2 separate regions of the Mus musculus genome follow, and region 2 is linked to region 1. A link is a contact called in public Hi-C data. All regions are on one chromosome and are shown on one strand. Each heading gives the region's core, a stretch centred on a gene start, on an enhancer-like site or on the middle of the called end of the contact. The rest is flanking DNA. Distances are from core to core; before and after follow the strand shown. Region 1 holds the start of Edn1 (endothelin 1). Region 2 has its middle 92 kb from the start of Gm32833.

What was found. Hi-C and Micro-C count contacts between places; a contact is called where the count stands out from the background.
Region 2: a Hi-C map of uterus shows a contact between it and region 1, with 4 times the contacts expected there. The contact joins the enhancer-like site here to the promoter of Edn1 in region 1. A contact is called at or near these places in 6 of 39 promoter capture datasets (the 3T3-L1 cell line, the SN4741 cell line, hippocampal neurons and 2 more), 2 of 15 datasets of contacts at CTCF or cohesin (both in the NIH/3T3 cell line), 7 of 484 Hi-C or Micro-C datasets (the HPC-7 cell line, embryonic fibroblasts, liver and 2 more), 6 of 115 datasets of contacts at active chromatin or transcription factors (bone marrow-derived macrophages, cardiomyocytes, embryonic stem cells and 2 more) and 2 of 9 other capture datasets (adipose tissue and macrophages).

Annotation. Positions count from the first base shown.
Region 1 is chr13:42,297,732-42,303,132 of GRCm38.p6, reverse strand. Edn1 (endothelin 1) reads right to left here and starts at 1,657. Exons shown (of 5, transcript NM_010104.4): 1 at 1,175-1,657. The coding sequence starts at 1,238.
Region 2 is chr13:42,492,497-42,497,599 of GRCm38.p6, reverse strand. No RefSeq gene overlaps it. Among named protein-coding and RNA genes, the nearest start is that of Gm32833, 92 kb to the right of the region's middle. Within about 2 kb of position 3,404, at least 5 of the 459 cell types and tissues checked have an H3K27ac peak or open chromatin away from gene starts, as enhancers often do. A contact at or near this core is called in uterus, where this site is marked.

The sequences.
Region 1 (5,401 bases), core at 408-2,907:
ACTGACAGGTGGCCACCAGCAAATAATATAGACTGCCTATTCCTGGCTATGGAGACATGTTCCCTACTCAGGATAAACTCTTTAGGGGTTTCCACCCCATTCCAGCGTGTGTAGGGGCACAGACCAGTCTAGGTGGCATATGGGTGCCTTTTTATAATAGACAGAAAGCAAAAACTTTCAGAAAATGCCTGGACACCGAAAAGAAACTAACTTTACAATATTCACTTCAGGTGGGAGACAAGTTGCCACTGACGGAAGAGAAGGTACAGCTGCTCAGGGAACCCAGGGAAAGTACCCCGTGGGTTCAGAATTCAGAATCTTTGGGCAGCACAGCTTGCTGTGGGACTTGACACCTCCCTCTGGCCCAACACAGCATCGCCGCGCAGTTTATCTGCTCGATTTTGTTCATTCCAAACGATCAGACACATTCCAGGGCTTTCACCCTTTTGACATCCTTTCTCTTTGCTTAGGGTCATGAAAAGACAAAAAGAGGGCACTGACCCTCAAAAAACAGGATGGGAGGAGAAAAGAACCAGCTGTGGCCCGTACTGTCTAATTCCTTAATCAGGCAGGAATGATCCCGGCTCCCCTCCCAGGACAGGTGAATACAACTGCAATAGAGCTCACAGTGTTTGAAGATGCCAAAAACCTGCCAAATGAAACCTTAAGTCAATAGTGACAAATTTTAAAGAAAGCATGTGCTTCGCCCTGAAACCGCCTGCGGGGTTATTCAGCGCATGGTTGATCGGCAGGTGATTTCCCTGCTCACGGTGTGCCTGCATGACCCGAATAAAATTCCTTGGCTTTAAGTTGGAGTGTTTCAATATTTTACACATTAGCGCACTATCAAGACAACGTTTGAATAAGCCCCTAAATGAACCGTGCAACCCTAAACACACTTATTTCAAAATAGATTTTTGCTTCAGCTGTACTGCTACAACGTTATTTTGAAGCTATGCGATACTCGGTTGTAGTCAGTTGTATTCAAACAGGGGTTTTATTTCTTTCGCTTCACACAGAAGTTAATTAATTGTAAGGCACTTGCTGCTGGAGCTTCAGTAATTAAAAAAATAAATAAAAAGGAAAGAATGAAAGAAAAGAAAGAAAGAAAAGTGGAAAACAGAAGCGATAACTGCGCTGCGCTGAAGTAGAAAGATTCGCAAGTGGCGCCTACCTGTTTCTGGAGCTCCTTGGAAAGTCACGAACAGCAGAGAGAAGATCACGGGAAAATAATCCATTCTGCAAAGGGGTCAGAAGAGTGGGGAAAAAGGAAAAAAAGAAAACTCGGTTGCAAATGGAACTCAATGCAAAACGAAGAGGACGGTGTCTGGTCGCTCTGATCGCCTCTGGGTTTTTTTGTTTTTTGTTTTTTGTTTTTTTTTTAGATCTCAGCGCGGTCCTCAGCAAGTGGCCCTTCCACTGGGGCGAAAGCGTCGCGGGCAGCCGGGAGGCAGCGCGCAAGGACAGCGGAGCAGACCGGGTCAGGCTCTCAGCGCCGGTGCAGGAACGCTTCTGACTCGGACAGTTCTCCGCCGCCTTTTTATATTGAACCCCTATAGAGTGGGGGTAAACAGCTCTGACTTTATTCCAGCCCTAAACAATGTTATTGTGTGATTAGTCACCCACAGGCAACGTGCAGCCAGAGATAAGACCCGGCTCTAGAGGAAATCACGGCTAACTTCAGAGGCAGACGCCCGCCGTCTGACAATCCAGGGGCAGGGCTAAGAAAAAGAAAACACCCACTAGACAGAGACCGCTGCAGAACCTGCAGAGAGCAGCAGCCCGCTTCCCCTTTTGCTAGCTGCCAGCCCCAGAGTTCAAGAATCAAGAGTTTCTCCAGAAGCAAAGTCACCCCATTGGAATGAAAAGTATGAAGTACAATTAAATAGATTGTATTGTGCGCGCGCAGGGGGGTGGGGTGGAGGTGGGGCTGATCATTGTTCACTTGATTTTCCTTTTATGTCTTTCTGATCAAACAAGGGGACGATCCCCACTCTTCGCTCTTGAATCCCAGCTACTGGGGCGGGCGGGGAACCAGATTAGTTTGGAAGATCACCCTACTTTTCCACCACCACCCCTTCCACCAAGTCTTTTCTAAACTAAAGTACTTCGCATTTGAGGTGAGAAAGATTCCGTCAGGAGTTAGCAAGGAAGGAAAACTAAATAATAATGATAACAACAACAATGTGGTTTTGTCAGGTACATCCTTATCTCCCTAGTATCGCCGATCAGAAGTACACGTACACACACACACACACACACACACACACACACACACACACACACTCGCCCTCCAATATTTCTTGTGCCCAGCCTCTCCCTGGGAATTGCTGCTATCGCGAAGGATCTTGAGAAATGGCAGAGACGACCGCCAGGGGGAGATGGAGAGCTGCAGGGGCTTATGCTTTAATAAGATAAAACAACTAAAGCCTCGGCTTCTAAATGATTAGTAACAAGCTGTGGCCAGGCAGAGAAGGGGCGCCTCACATACTAAAGAGAGGTGGCTTCAGGGCATTCCATTATTCCCTTCCCCGACTTTCCAGAGTCTCCTCCACATCACTTTGCTTCTTTACTCGGGCAAACCTGCGGTCTGTGCTTGATTAGAAAGCTACAAGGGGGGTGTGGGGAGGGAAGGACTGCCGATGCTGAATATGTGCATCAGATCATACCTCACCCTTTAATAACGTGTTTACATTTTCCAAACAGTTTCCTGTCTATTTTACCATGAAAGACTCCCTCCCCCAGGTGTCCATGGGTTATTAAGGCACAAGTGACAACATGTCTTCATGAATAAAGCAAAACACACAGAAAACACGTTGGCTTTTTTCAACAAGCTCCCGGAATGCCCATAAGCTGGAAACAACACACAGGATCCACGCAGAGTGGTTTCCCTAGGATGCTACCACAAAGGTCCCTTCTTCATCCCGTCTTGTTTGACTTCAGTTTTCCCTGGGAGTAGAGGCCAAAATAGACTCAATCCAGTCCATGCAACCATTTATTTCTTCACCTCTACAATCAAAAGGCAGACTTGATAGCAATACCCACGCTGTGGACAGAGACATGCTTAGGCCTAGTGACCTCTCTGGGAATCTCAGTAGGGGAGACACAGCAGCAGCAGCAGCAGCAGCAGCAGCAGCTTTAGGTCACTAAGAACTCTGTCCCTTAGGAGACTCTGGACTAAGAGCTGGAGACATTGAAGAAGCAGGAACCAGCATCCCTCCCACACCCACACCCGAGGCCCAGGGCCACTGGTAAGCCTCTGCCTCTGCTTTGCTTACCTCAGCCCAACCCCTGAGGGTGGGGGCCAGGAGGTGACAACTGCCCCTAGACCTGGGCCCCAACAGGAAGCCAGCTCATCCCACCCCAGCTCCTCAGGGGACCTGGAGGAGAGGAGAGCTGATGTCACCGGAAGGTCCAAAGCCCAAGTTTCCCACCAGCAAGAGAAAGGTGAGTGGGAAAACAAGTACTCCCCTCCCCCCCACACCCCTTTCTGACCTCCTGGCCAATTTGGCCAAACACTGGCAACTGTCAGGACCAACCTGTCCTCAGCTCCACCCCGGAAATGCCCAACCCAGTTCTGGAAGGCATCCCCAGTGTCTAGCCTGAGCCATCATCCTTCAGCTGAGGGACCTCTGCAGATAGCGATGGCCACAGCATCAGGGAGAGAAGGAAAGCAAAGGAGAACTGTCCAGGTGTTTTTCTACTACCCACTCCCTTCTTGTGTACCTGTGCCACTCTGAACATACACTCAGAAGTAAAATGCAAACCTCGGCAGCCATCCACTCTGAGCTTCTTCTAAAGCTCCGTGATAGCAAACCCCAAATAAAAACAAGATCTTAGCCCTGGGAGGGTCCCATCTTTCCAGGTATAATCCTACCTTTTATGTTTTATCCTGAATTCTCTAGGCCTCTGTGTATATATGTATTGTGTACATGCATGGGCACCTATGCCTCCTTTTTTATGTAGGCTCTGCCTCCTGCCCATCTCTCCACATCTGTCCCTTACAGCTGCCCCCTAACTCCCTTGTCTTCCCATGAAAGGAAGGAAGAACCCTCATTCAAGCCCAGAGAAGGAAGCTCTAGGCTACTTTGGGCAGCTTCACCAGATACAATTTTTGCCAAGTAGCAGGGGGAGGAGAGAGGAGGGCAGCAAACCAGTTTGACAAGCTGGATGGCCCTACCCACCTCCACTTAAGGTATTACTATTAGAGAGGCTAAAGACTCTAAAGGGCTAAACATGTAAGGAAGTTTTATAACTACAGGGGATGGGGGATAGAAGGTGCCTTCCCTGAGTCCATCCCACTTCTCAAAACAGTTCCCAGGGAAATGCTCTTTGCAGCCCATCACCCTGAACAGTGGCAAGGAAAATGGTTTTTCCCTGCCACACAACAGCTCCCAGCTGGCCTTACTGTTCCTGCTTAAGATGTACCCTTGAAATGCGGGGAAACTGCCTGATAAAGTTGTTTTTATGTTTTTCTTTTCTGTATCTTTGGCTGCATATTAATAGATAGCTATAAATAAAACACCCTGAGCCTCAAATACAGAGACTACACAGTAGCAGAGTGTACTGTTTTTAGCACTCCTCGACTTTGGTCTCTCTCAGCTTTTGCGTAACAAAACTTGCAACTTTGCCAAGCCAATAAATTTGGAGTGAGATTTTGCTCAGGGAAGAGAAGAGTTGCCGTGTGGTTGCTGGACACGAGTGGCAATTAGCTTGTTTGTGGGCAAGGCGAAGCTATGCAGACACTAAGCCTGCTTTAAGCCTAGGATGGTGACTACGCTATATACAATGAAATGCCGTCCATTACAGTCCTTGTGCCCAGGCCCCACTGCATGCACGCGGGAGCTGTGAGGAGGGAGACAAAGTTTCTTTCTCCCTTTAATCCAAAGAAAATAATGGTTACTATCCCACCGGAAATGAGATAGCCTGAATCAATTCATCCAATGCATTAAAAAAAAAAAAGAAAAAGTATGAAGTATGTCTTACATTTAGTTTAAAAGGTTGTGTCAGACTTTCTGACCTGGCATCCTGAAGCTCAGTCACCAGGAAATCTCTTTCACACTTTTGTTTGTTTGTTTGCTTTGTTCCTTTGCTTTGCCAGATTTGGGTGCCATGGGTAGACTTTCAAAAAATATTTTGATGTTAAGCAAAATTGTTTCTTCTACATGAATAATTTTAGGAAGTGTGTGTTTATATGTGTGTCGCGTGTGTGTGTGTGTGTGTGTGTGTGTGTGCATGCGTGCGTGTGCGTAGGTAGAGGTTAGAGGTGGTATCTAGTGTCTTCCTTGATCACTCTCCACGTTATTCATCATTGACCACGGTTTCTTACTGAACCCGCCGAATCTCACCCCTTGGCTAGGATGGCTGACCAGCAAGATCCCCGGGACCTACCTGTCTCTGG
Region 2 (5,103 bases), core at 2,155-4,654, 190 kb before region 1:
CCCTGAAATAGGGATGTATATGCTATGCTGGGGAAGTGCAGTAGACTCTCTTACTTACATATTATGCCGACATGAAACAAAGACACAGACGCATACAGACACTGTGCCGCCTCTCTCTTGGGACTGTCTTCCTAGACTAGATGCAAGTAAAGTCATCGTACCATGGGACTTATCTTTACCTGGAAGAGAGATATGTCTTGTAGAGTATAATGTGTTGCTGTTGTTGTTGGTGGTGGTGGTGGTTTTGTTTTTGTTTATTTTTCAAGATAGAGTTTTTCTCTGTAGCCCTGGCTGTCTGGGAACTCACTCTGTAGACCAGGCTGGCCTCGAACTCAGAAATCTGCCTGCGTCTGCCTCGCAAATGCTGGGATTAAAGGCATGTGCCACTGCTGCCCAGCGAAGAGTATAAATTTTAAAACTAATAAAGAAAGTAAATTTACAGTGAAGGGCAATCGTGGTGTGTGTGTATTTGTGTGTCTGTGTGTGTGTGTATGTGTGTGTATATGTGTGTGTATATGTGTGTGTTTTGTGTGTGTATGTGTGTGTGTGTGTGTGTGTGTGTGTGTTTAATGTGCCTGCATTTGAAAGCTTCTACAGGTCCTGAGTTATCTCAGAAGAATTTGCTAAAGTTCATGGTGATTAATAAGAGTGATTTAATAGAGCATTTGGCAACTGTTAGCTGGCTGAAAATATAAGGGATTATTTTTATTATTAAAGAAATGGAGGTTGTAAAACTGGCTGCAATGTTTTTTGTGCCACAAATTTCACAGGTACTTTTAAAATTCACATTATTTATTTGTAATTTAAAGGTGCTTTCCCCTTCATTGTATCCTAAACGGACATATTTTAACTTTTTTCTTTAATACATTATGTTTGCCATAAGGATCAACTCTTCTGGCACCACAACCTAAAAAAAAAAAAAACATAAGTACACATCTCATATGTTCATAAATTTTTATTGGGGATAGACTAGGATAATCTTTCTTGCTAGCAGTGTGACAATAAATGTCATAAATGCCAGATAAATTATATATACTTCTGACCATGCCATTTTACTCCAGTCTGTTGAAAAAATAATAATAATAAAAGAGAATTGCTGGGAATGAATTTTGTGCAAAATTATTTATAATAAAACCACTACAATATTAGTTACTTTTGTGGCAAAAATATCTGATGTAAACCATATAAGAAAGGAAGGACTTATTTTGCCTCATGGTTCTTTTGGCTCTTTTGCCTCAGAGCTGGTTGGCTCCATGTGTTTGGAGAGATCATGGCAGTAAGAGCATTTCATAGACAGCTGTTCATATTTCAGTGGATGAGAAGGGAGAGAGGGAGGGGACATAAGGCCAAGAAGGTGATAGTCCTTAAATGTTGAGCCCTAGTGATTATTTTCTGCAGTGTAGCTTCATCTCCTAAAAGTTCACCAGCCTCACCTGTCCACTCCCTCCCCCCTACACACAAATAGCAATGAGTGACAGCATTCAAAACATGAACCTTATGGGGGATAGTTCTGATACAAATCATAACAATACCAAACAAACTTACTGTGTTACAGTTTACCTACCCACTGGGAAGGAGGGGCTCTTCGGGGAAAATACGTTCACATAGCATTTTAATAACATAAGGCATATTTATGTTTCTAATTATTAATAATTTTATTTACCTAACATCCCTAATGTTGCACCCCTCTCAGTTCCCTGTCACAAAATTATTCCCCCCCCTCCCCTTCCCCCTCCCCTTTGCCTCTGAGGGTGGCCCTCCCTGGCATCTCCCCTCCCTGGAGCATCAAGTCTGTGTAGGATTAGGCCCATCCTCTCTCACTAAGGCCAGACAAGGCAGTTCTCTGCTACATATGTGGCCTCAGACCAGCTCTTTGATTGGTGTCTTAGTCTCTGGGAGCTCTGTTCTTCCTATGGGGTCACCATCCCCTTCAGCTCCTTCAATCCTTCCCCTAACTCTTCCATAGGGGATCCTCAACCTCACTCCAATGCTTGCCTGTGAGTCTCTGCATCTGTCTCAGTCAGCTGCTGGCAGAGCCTCTCAAAGGACATCCATGCTAGGCTCCTGTCTTCAAGCACAACCTAGCATTAGAGACATGCTTGTGCTTTAAAATGAGATAAAACCTGGGTGTAAATTTACAGATAAATGTAGGCTTCAGCTGTGAAAAAGGCAAAGGACTAGAGAAAAGTCAGTACTTGACTGCTTTGTGGGTGGAGCCTAGACTATGGCATCGTATTTCACACCCTGCCAGTTTGTTGATAGTTGTATCTATGATATTAGACAAAGGCACATAACCCACCCTCTCTGCTACTTGAATGGTCTTAGCAACATTTCATAGCTGTTTACTTAACTACGTACAACAATTCTTTTCTCTGAGTCTTGTCAACAAGGGATGACATCATGATGTCCCAGCAAACAAGGAAGCTGGAATGATTAAGGAGCTGAAGATCTTGATCTTGAAGCAACCCTCATACTACAACCTACAGAAGCCCCCGAGTCTATATCTCCATACCACTTGGACGATGCGTTTTCAGATACCTGTGACTTAATTAACCTCCTGGCTTTCTCACTTGACTTTCCTGACTACTTCAAAGGCACCAAAGAGGATCTACACTTCAAAAAGAAGCAGGTGCATCTCTCAGATCAGGCTTGCCATTTCAATGTAACTGGTTTAAAGCTGAGGGGATGTGTTCTAATACAATTGGCTATATGCTTCAATTCAAAGATTTATAATGAGCAAGTAGGCCATGTTAGGCCATCCACTTCCTTGACTATTCAAAGGAAACCTTCATCTAAGACTGCTGGGGTACAGTTTCTGTAAAAGGCTTGGTTGGGAAAGGGCTGGAGATGACACCAGAGTCTCAACTGTAAACAAACACCAGCAATCCTTGCAGTGACTTCGCTTCCACTACAAACACATGACGTCATCAAGAGCATTCCGTGGAAGCATCACTTTAAGATCGGAGTGCCCCAGCACCATTTATCAGCTCTCTGATCCCACCATGTGCTTCCAGAGAACACACTGCTCAGTTGGGGAAGCAGACTGGACATGCTTTTCTCATTCCCAGAGTGCTCTAGCATCTTTGCCCCTTATTTCTTGTCCTCATGGGAGTGCCGCAGCTGCAGTCTTCAGTTTCAGCTGCTTTTCTTGAGTAAGCTTCTCTCTGCTCTCTCACTCAAGTTCTGTCTCTGGAGCAGCTCCACAGCCACATTGTTAGCAAGAACTTCATCGCTGCCAATTTGTCCATTTTTACCATTTTCTGGAGTAAGTGACAGATATATGAGAGTCTCTGCCACCAAAAATAGAAGCCGTGATCTAAGTGGCCTAGCCAAGACCGTGCACTAGATAGTAATTTATGTCTTTAACAGTACTCAGCACGGGCCTTCAGAAGGTCTACTATTGAGTTCTTATCAGACCAACTACAGAAATAGGAGTTTTGTTTCCTGTTATTGCAGCCCTCGTGGAGTTGGAGAAATGCTCCTGGTTTCCTTTAATAAAGTTTTCTTTCTAAAACAATCAAGACTGTAGTAAACACTGACTCCAGGGGGGTAAAAAGGTTCATTTAATGAATTTCCAGTAATGCTTGTACTCTGAGCATTGTTTTCAGCCCTAAAAGATATGAAAGTTTAATTATGAATGTCACAGAGGCATTCCATTTTTGCTTCAGTCCCTCATATTGTCACCGAGATTTCCCATACTCAGGGGCTGTTATGCCCAGAAGAAATGGCTGGGCAGACCCTGGGTGGGTGTCTGAGCTGTTTGCCCCAAAGTTTCAATTTAGAAACGAGATAACTAAGGCCTATTGCACTGTCCAACCCTCAGAAAGTGTTGGAGAACTGTAGATTTTCCACTGTTGTTTTTATCTCTGTTTTTCCCAGAACTCAGTCTGAGGTTCCACTTTTAAGCTCTTAGAGCCCTTCGAGTGCTATGTTGCCTTACCCTGTCACCCTAGCTCCTCCTTTGATTTCAAGCTTCTTCCTTCCTTGGTCTTTCAGTAGAACTGGAAGGATGCTATGAACCTGCTTCATTCAGATCTCTTAGATGGCTACAAAGTCGACTCGAGAGCCTATATTTGGAGATTTAGCCATGCATGTGGTCTTTCCCTCCTCTGCCTACAGTTCACGGCTAGATTTTTATTTACCTTCTTCTTCCTCTTCCTTTCCTCTCCACCTAACCTTTAATTCTTTCTGTGCTGGGGATTGTTACCACTGTACTACCTTCCGTGCTTAGAGTTTTGAGACAGGGGCTGCATCTCTCCTTCCTCAGCCTCCCAGATGTGGGGATTATAGCCATGCACCATTGTGTCTGGGTACGCTGGGGTTTTTCTTGATTGCTGTGGTGAAGTCCTGCCACTTGGTAGTTATATAATTCCTACTCTCCCTTAGAGGCATTCTTTGTCCTTATCCATGTTTTCTTCATTTTCTCCCCTCTTTCCTTATTAAATCCATTACATTCTCATTCAGCATGCCTTTACCTAGTATAGCTGTATGTCTTAATATAGAACACCGACTAATGTGTATAATCAATATACCCAAAGTCACAAGAAAGTAGTGAGGTAGCAGCCACCCTATTGGGAGGAAGCTCTCACCCATTCCTTCCCTTCCATTCTTGTATTACAGTGTAAAAACGAACTGCCATCGTAAACATTCTGATTCTCACACTGGACTTAGCTGCTTCTCTCCATGGTCTGACATTCTGTAGGCAATCAAGTTTATCCTGCTCTTAAAAATCTGACCCCCTCATCTCCAGGAACTCAGGTCCAGAGCTTCCTCTCTGGAGTGTTAACCCGTGTTTTGATAATTAGCTTGATAGTTCAATGTGTCTTGAGTGGAGTTTAACAACGTAACATGAGCTGACTGGGAGCCATCATGAGCTTTGACACCATTAACCTTGGTTACTACATTAAATGTTTTTGTTAATGGAAGTGCAGTGGGTCTCCTTAGGGGCCCATGCTGGCCTTAAACTTACCATACTTCTGCCTCTGTCTTGTGCATTTTAGGATGACTTGCACAGGGCCCAACTTTTTTGGCATTATGATATGAGGTCTGTGCATGTATGAGGATACATTTATAGTGATTTGGGATGCAGGCAGTCCAAGGAGC